2 separate regions of the Ovis aries genome follow, and region 2 is linked to region 1. A link is a contact called in public Hi-C data. All regions are on one chromosome and are shown on one strand. Each heading gives the region's core, a stretch centred on a gene start, on an enhancer-like site or on the middle of the called end of the contact. The rest is flanking DNA. Distances are from core to core; before and after follow the strand shown.

What was found. Hi-C and Micro-C count contacts between places; a contact is called where the count stands out from the background.
Region 2: a contact with region 1 is called in a Hi-C map of omental adipose tissue, with 4 times the contacts expected there. The contact joins two enhancer-like sites. A contact is called at or near these places in 3 of 16 Hi-C or Micro-C datasets (hypothalamus, omental adipose tissue and tail adipose tissue).

The regions. Positions count from the first base shown.
Region 1 is chr7:15,098,801-15,102,910 of ARS-UI_Ramb_v3.0, forward strand. It overlaps ITGA11 (integrin subunit alpha 11), which reads right to left. Exons shown (of 30, transcript XM_027971524.3): 22 at 3,872-3,948; 23 at 1,728-1,817; 24 at 837-927. Among named protein-coding and RNA genes, the nearest start is that of FEM1B, 34 kb to the left of the region's middle. Within about 2 kb of position 1,966, at least 1 of the 54 cell types and tissues checked has an H3K27ac peak or open chromatin away from gene starts, as enhancers often do.
Region 2 is chr7:15,343,822-15,347,931 of ARS-UI_Ramb_v3.0, forward strand. No RefSeq gene overlaps it. Among named protein-coding and RNA genes, the nearest start is that of CORO2B, 39 kb to the right of the region's middle. Within about 2 kb of position 1,735, at least 2 of the 54 cell types and tissues checked have an H3K27ac peak or open chromatin away from gene starts, as enhancers often do.

The sequences.
Region 1 (4,110 bases), core at 716-3,215:
ACAAGCAGGGTTTTGTAATCAGAAAGGCTGAACACATAACCCAGGGCTGCTGCCACAGTTGAGCTGTGTGGCCTCGGGCAGATTATTAAACCTCTCTTGGACGAGCCATCTGTGTGTTTCTAGCTGTTTGCCTGCTCCTGACTCTCGCCTAACAATTCAGGGCTGGGGAGATCATGGGGCAGAGACTCTTTAATGCCTCCTAATTTTCCTTCTCCCTTCTTCCTTAGTGACAGAAACCAAGGCAAAAAGGCACATTTCCTAGCCTCCTGTATAGCTGAATCACACTGTTCTGGACAATGAGAGGAAATTGGAGGTGTGAGGCAGTGCCAAAGCGGTTCCTCAGGGAGGGGTCTTGCACACTCTTCTCCCCTTCCTTCTTCCTGGAATGAGGATGTGATGACTGGAGCTGCAGCCACCTTGGACTATGAGGTGAAGTTGAGAGGTTGATAATCACATGTTGAGGATGGTGGAACGGATACAAGGAGACTCAGTCCCAGAGGACTTTGTAAAGTTGTCAACTCTGGACTTCTTTTTTATGGGAGAGAATAAACCCCAGGGCATTATATACATATCACTGTTGTTTCATATTTAAAAAATTATAAGCAGATACACCTAATCTTCACTGACACATCCTCCCAGTCCAGCCCTGTACTTTTCCAGATGAGGACTGAGAGGCTCAGAGATGGGGAGGGATTTGCCTAAAGTCACACAGTGAAGGGGTGGCAGGGTTGAGGCTGAAATCTAGGCACTGGCAATGCTTTCAGATTGCTTCCCTCCCAAATGGGGGCTCTCAGCTCCCGTCTTTCTCTGTCTGCCTGGCTGCCCTCCAGCCTAACCTTGAAAACGCAGTGGAAGGGAGGCCCAGTGCCATGGTATCTCTCCAGGGAGCTGTTGGACTTGACCTCGTAGTGGCTCAGGCTGCTGCTCCTGCAGGGACGGAGGACAGGGATGCCATGAGCTCAGTCTGTGTTGGCCAGACGGATAAACGAACGAAGAAGGTGTGGGCATGTTCCCATCTCCCCCGGACCACAGCAAACAGATTTCCTCTTGTGTCCATTGGGAGGGCTGTGTTGGGAAGGCTTCTGAGGCTCAGCAGGAATAAGCACTGAGATCAGTTAGCAATGTCTGCTGGTGTGCGGGACGGGCATGAATCAGAAGGGCCAGTTCTCTGCCATCCCAGTCCTTGCCTCCTGCCCAGGGGCATGGCCTCTTTCGATCACCAGCTTGCCCACTGTGCACCATTCCAGCCTCTAGTGTTGGCTGAACGAGGGCCAGAGCTTTCTGCTTGCTGTTACTTCCTGGCTTCTCCACCTACCTGGGAGCTCTGGGAGGTGGGGTCGGGGGCAGACTGGAGGCTAGGAGCAGACTGAGGGAGGGGGTGGTGGGAGCAGTCTGTCCTGGGGGAGGAGCATTTTCTCACTGATACTGTTTGGACTTGCCAGTGCGAGGTGGTAATGAGATGCAGATGGACTTTTTAGCAAGTTCTGTTACTGGTTTGACTTCTCTGCAGAGCAGGTCCCCACTTGCAGCCTCTCCTGGGTGGACACTGCCTGTGGCCCCAGCCTTCAGGGTGCCCCCTGCAGGGGGCTCCCTGGGGACCAGGTCTGTGCCTCCTCCTCCTCTAGTGGATACTGCCTCCCCTTCATGGACGGGGCGCTGCACTCTTAGGGATAACACGGCTGCATCTCTGAGTACCTCAGCACAGGTGCCCCAGGGCCCTGGCCCACCTGGTGAAGAGGACGTCAGCCTCGTACTTGAGGTGGAAGCGCAGAAGGGCCGTGTTGTCTTCCTTGGTGCTCTCCTCCTCATCGCTGTCACTGCAAGGAGAGCCAGCCGCACCTGTGGTCACGAAGGGGCAGCCCTCCCTCCACTCAGCCCCCACACCCCGACTGCCTCAGGGCAGCTGGAGGGATCCAAGCTGGGCTGAGAAGGAGCCTCCTGGCTAGTCTCAGGCTGCGGCTCCAGAGAGGCCAGCTGGGGGCAGGGTGCTGTCTCCCAGGAGGGAAAAAGCCGGGGAGGCGGGGGACCTGGACCTCAGCTTTCCCTGCCTTCTCTCTGGGCACAGCACATCTGGGCTGGAGGCTGGGAGGACCATGCCAGCCTGCTCACAGCAGCCTGTGCCCCGTCTCATCTGTCAGCCGGGCAAGTCCTGTGCTGGGGGCCCCAGGGGTGGGGATTATGCTTGTAGAGTAAGGCTCTGCCCAGGGGAGGAGAGGAGCATGAGGAATTAATTCAAGACTCTTGAGAGTCCCTTGGACTACAAGGAGATCCAACTAGTCCATCCTAAATGAGATCAGTCTTGGGTGTTCATTGGAAGGACTGATGTTGAAGCTCAAACTCCAATCCTTTGGCCACCTGATGCGAAGAGCTGACTCATTGGAAAAGACCCTGATGATGGGAAAGATTGAGGGCAGGAGGAGAAGGGGATGACAGAGGATGAGATGGTTGGATGGCATCACCGACTCACTGGACATGGGTTTGGGTGGGCTCCGGGAGTTGGTGATGGACAGGGAGGCCTGGTGTGCTTCGATTCATGGGGTTGCAAAGAGTCGTACACGACTGAGTGACTGAACTGAACTGAGAGCATTTATTGACTCTTGAATTGACCTTTCTGAGGTACAGGTCGGGCAGCTCCCATGGGGTGGCTGAGGGGCTGTGTGCTGCCTTGAGAAGACCAGGGAGGCATTAGAGCTTTGTCAAACATGCTTCCCTTTATTTCTGAGCACCACCAACCACCGGGGCAGATCATTTTAGACATAAAGAGATACAATTTCTGCTCATTAGGTACATGAAGCTGGATTTCCTTTGGAAGCTTTACCCCAGAGAGGTGTTTAGTTAGAAAAGAGAGTCTGACACACACACACGCCCAACTCACAAGCACCCACCAGCAGCCACGCTGCCAAGAACACTGCAGGCAAGGGTGTTCATTACTTGTGAGAAGGGGCTCTTTTCTTAGAGGGAGGCCTCAAGATATCAACACATCTTCACCTCATGGCAGGTGAGCATTCCACCCAAGTGCACAGATTGGCTAACTACACGAAGCACACGCTGGTGTGTGGATCACCAGCACTTCGTGACTGCTGACTTGTGTGTGTGCTCGAATGTTGGTGCTGCTGGATTTATTTTCAGTGTGGAGAAGTTCTCAGGAGGGTTTATAAAGCCTTATAAAGCTAGAATCCCTTCCTGTGTTTGTGTGTTTATTACCGACATGGGTGATTCATGGTGTCAACCTCATACACACTGCCTCAGGGAAGCCTGCGAGACAGACAGACCGACAGATCCACAAGGAATTAAGAGAAGGTCTTTAAAAATGGGAACTTTCCAAGGGCAGAAAGAGCACTGGATAAAGAGGAGGAAATCTGTGCAGGGCGTCCACACCACCCTGCACGCACCCCATCTGTCCCTTCTCAGAAGCTAAGCAGGGTTGAGCCTGGTTAGTGCTTGGATGGGAGGAGTAGGAAATCTAGTGTTTAGCTTCGAGTTGTGCTATTTACATGCTGTGTGTTGATGGGAAATTCACTCAACCTCTCTGAGCTTTTTCTTATCTGGGAGGTGGGATGGGAATAAATCCTGCTTTGCTTGTCTTAAGAGGCTGCTGTAAAGACTGAATGAGATAATATGTGCCCAGTGCTTCACAACTGTAGGCTTTTAAGTAACTGTTATATAAAGGTAAGGGTATTATTATTTCTATCCAAGCTGAAGAACAGTGGCAGTGCAGCACGCTCGCCAGCACTTGGGGACTAACCTGGGGCCTTCCCAGGCTGGGGCAGTGAGGAATGGGGGATTCGGTGTGGGGAGAGGCAGTTCCTAGTGGCAGAACAGGGTCTGGGAGTTGCAAGTGGGGAGGGAAAAGGAGTGGGCCAGCCCTGACCTGCCCGCTGTGAGCTGGATCTCCAGGTGGTGCAGGAAGATGGATTTGCTGAACTCGAAATCCAGACGGAAAGCCACCTGCAAAGAAAGAGTCGCTGGAGCTGGTATGGCTGGGAACTACTTGCCTGCAGCAGCCCTGGCCCACCCTCCCAGCCCCTGCCCTCTCAGTGGACCCTGCTGGCAGGGAATGGACTGGGGGAGGGAGGACCAAGTGCTGGAGTAATGTGAGCTGCGCTTGGG
Region 2 (4,110 bases), core at 485-2,984, 240 kb after region 1:
GCTAACAACACCCCCCAGATGAATAAGACTTTATTTCTGGTTCACATTTCACATCCAGTGTGGACCAGAAGGAAGGGGACCTCACTCATGGTAGTCACCCAGAAACCAGGCCACTCAAGGCTCCACCTGAACACCCGCTTTCACAGTTGCTGAGCAAGATGGGGACATGGCCAAAACTGTATCTTGGCTCTTCAAGCTTCCCAAGAGGGTCATACATTACTTCTGTCCACACTGTATAGGTCAGGGCAAGACCTATGACTTCACTTAATTCCCAAAGAGATCAGAGACATTCAGTCCTACCATGTGCCAAGAAAGAGGAAAATGGGAATATTTTCTACCCACCGCAGTGCACACTCACATACTGTGTAGCTCCCTGTTTGATAATCAGCAGTCAATATCAATACGTGATTTGCTGAATGATGCTCCACTACCTGGAATATTTAACAACAAATGCCTTGTTCCAGACTTCCCCTGGGTGGTCAGAGTTTACTGCAGAACAAAGGAAACTCTTAACCACCAAGGCAGTGCAGATCTGCAAAGCATCAGGCTGGCCAGGTGGAGACAGCTAGGAAGGCTTGCAGCAGAAACATTCGCACTCACAGGAAGCTTGGGTTTAGTTTCTAAGGAGGCATTTTCCAGCAGTGACTCTGCTGCTGCCATGTGACCTTGAACAAGTCATGTCTCCTCTGTAGCCCTCAGCTTTTCCTCCTCAAAAAGAGGGGGAAACGTGTGGAAATTTCCAGGAGAGTGGCTGGCTTGCTCCCTCCTCACTGGCTGGGAAATATCTCTCACCCCTGGACCTGAGCCTGGGGCTGATTCACAGTAACTCTCAGCAGCATGGGCCGGGTCAACCAGTTGTTTATCTTGGAGTCTGAGCCCATTCCTGACATTGCAGAGACACAGGCACTAAAGGCATTTGGGGGGCTGGTGGATCCCCACCCCCACTTTTCTACCCTCTCCCCTCCATCGTCTCTCACCCCAGGGGCTCAAGGGACTGTCTAAAAATGCGACTCAAAGGCCAGCAAGGGCAATTTCCCAGGGGCAGAGTCTGATGGTTCCCATGGAGACCCTCCTGTTTGCTTCCAAGGAACCTTCCCTGGTAATGACTCTTGAACTGATGCCTCTTTTCCAGCACCCTCTTCTGCCCCCAGCTTGTCTCTGAGCTCAGAGCTTCCATTCCTCCCTGCAGACAATTCTAGAAGTTTCCCCTCTGTCCTCCTGTCCTGTTCCCTGCCCCCATCCACCACTGCTGGTGATGGCCAGTTCCGTCTCCCCACTTCCCCTTTGCAGCCCCTTGCCCAGCAGCCTTCAATGGCTGTCTTTTAGGGAATGAAGGAATGAAGCCTTCCTGTAACTCCGGACACCCCCAGCCCTCAATTCAGGGCAGTCTGCTGGACACATGGTGTGTGTGCTTCCTGGATTATCTCCCCTCAACCCCATCCCTTTTTCTGGTTGTCTGAGGGGTATCTCAGACCTCATGCTGTTGACCACACCAGCCGACTCCAAGCTCTTACGTCCCCTGCTGTAGATAGCTAACTGTAGAGGGTGGTGGTTGAGAGCGGAGGCACCGTCACCAGGCTGCACACCCTGGCTCTCCTTCCCCTGAGCGAGTGGCTGTATCACTGCGTGGCTCAGTTTGCCCATCTTAAAAAAGGAGATAAAGATGGTGCCTCCCTCAGAGGGTTACCGGGAGGAGCAACTGGGAGACATCATGTAACAATACGCATTGTGTCTGTGTGTGGCCAGTGACCTGCACACTAGGCAACACATATTTCATCCACTGACCCACCCACTCGGCACCTGTGTACTGAGCCCCTCAGTTTCACTGGGCTCTGAGTTAGTTGCTGCGGACACACAGCAGCAGAGGACTCAGTCCTGGCCCTACAGCAGGAACAGAGATTGACCCTTTGCCTGGAGGACAGTACCTGAGCGGGTGGCCTGGGTGAGAGCATCACACCCCAGCGTGACCCTAAACTCCTGGAGGATGACGTGGTAACATCTCCGTGCTCCCTCCGGTGCCTGGCACCCGGCCCTCACTGCAGTTGCTGAGCAATGGAGTCAGTCAGCGATGAGTACTCACCTTTGCGTTGTCAACTTAAAAAAAGTGCACAACGTGACGTTGTGAGTTAAGTTTTATTGGGGGCAATATGAGGACTGCAGCCCAGGAGACAGCACCTCAGATAGTTCTGAGAAACGGTTCCAAAGAGGTGAGGGGAGAAGATAGCATGTCTGTGATTTTGGTAAAGGGAGAGTGCATGCAATCAAGCACATATTTTTTTATAGAAAGTTTCTGCTGGTCTCATGAAGCTTCTGCTAGTCACGAGAAACAATCATCACCAAGAAGGATTTTAGTGCTTTTCTAGATATGAGGAGATACAAGAATTGGGCTCATAAAATCAGCTCCTGAGAAGATCTAACTATCTGAAGACCTGTCCTGCCAGTTTCCTGGAGCACAGAGTGCCCCATCTCTACTCTCCACCCTGATCTCCTTCAGGGTTGCTGGAGGTCAGCAGCTGTGGCAGCACATGATTTAATCCTTGCAGAGGTAAGTAGCAGACACTCATGGCAAGTGCCAATTTGTGATTGACACTGTGTCTCATTTTCTGCATCTGTGAAATGGTCGAAGTATTTCCTCTTTTGTGGGGCTGTGAGGATTGAAGGAATTATGATTAATAAAATCATGATGCCCGGCACACGTGGAGGGCTCAATCGATGAGGAAAGTATCAAAAAATGAAGACCCTACCTCTGAACCTTCGTGAATTTTCCCCCAACTTTTCGAGCTGGGGGCTTAGTTCACTTATTTTCACTGGATTGATATATAAAGGCCTTTGCTGCTATAAATGTTAGGTCTGGGGTTTATGTGACTCCAAAGCGTGTGGCCTTCCTACTGCCCCTACCCCAGTCGCTGCCAAATATGAGGTAGTCAGCTCAATCCTGTGAATTGAATCACGAATTAAATTGCATCGCCTGTGTGGGTGTGGCCTCTGCCCACATTTTAAAGTTGGTGAGATAAAGGATGGGGTTTCCCCACTGGCCTCTCCCACCAGCTCCAAACGCCCCGAGGCTGAGGCCCTGTGCCCCCCAGCCAGACTGGCATCCTCCAGTCTGGAGCCCAGCCTGGAACAGGGCGGGAGGGGGCCGAATCCTGGGGTGGGGGGCAGAGCGGCAGCCAGGGCGGCGCTTGAGGGAGCCAGAGGGCTTTCCTCTTCCTTCAGTTCTGGTAGAGACATTCCTGTTTTGAGAGAGAGAAATCCTATCGTCCAGGCCAGGAGGATAAAGAGCCAGGCTAAACAGGCCGTCTGGGAGGCTGTGGGCACTGGGGGAAGGCGGCAGGAGCTGGGGCCGCCTCCTGAGCTCAGTCCCGCTGTCCCTAGCCCCCTGGAGACCGCTGGGCCAACACCCAGAAAGCCTGTCAGGGTCAGCAGCCGCCCAGAGACTTGGTGCTTCCTCCAGAAAGGTCCCATTTCCTCAGGATGGGGCCTCCTAAACGCCCAGACCTCACCTCACCCTGCTGTCCCTCTCTTGCCAGCCCGTCTCACTCATTTTCCAGAGCAAAATCCCGACAAGAGCAGTGCTGGCCACCCTCAGTTCTCCAGGCGAAAAATGGGCTCGAGGCCCTTTTCCGAATATAGAATCACTCTCTGCTGGTGGTCCCGTATATTCCGCTGCGCCCCCTCCCTATCTCCTGCCTGGAGGGTGACCAGACAAGGGACTGTAGTGTTTGTCTTGCCAATGAAGAAATCCATCTGGAGATAAGGAGTGACCTTCTCTTAGACTTCCCTAAACTCCAGGAAGATTCTGTCATCTAATTGCAATGTGTGTGTGTGCGTGTTTAGAGCAAGTTTCTGTAAATCAAGTCGTGACTCATTTACCCCAAGTGACAATGATAGTCATTAATATATTTTCAGAATTATTTTAGCGAATAAAAGAAACAAAACACCTCAGGTAAAGTCCCTTATCTCCTTCTTCTCCCCTTCCTTTCCCCAAAGGCAACTACCACAATATATTTGGTGTTTATCCTTCTAATCAATTTAAAATGCAGACATATGTTCCATCAATTTGATTATCATTTTTAATCTACATCAGTTCAGTTCAGTCGCTCAGTCATG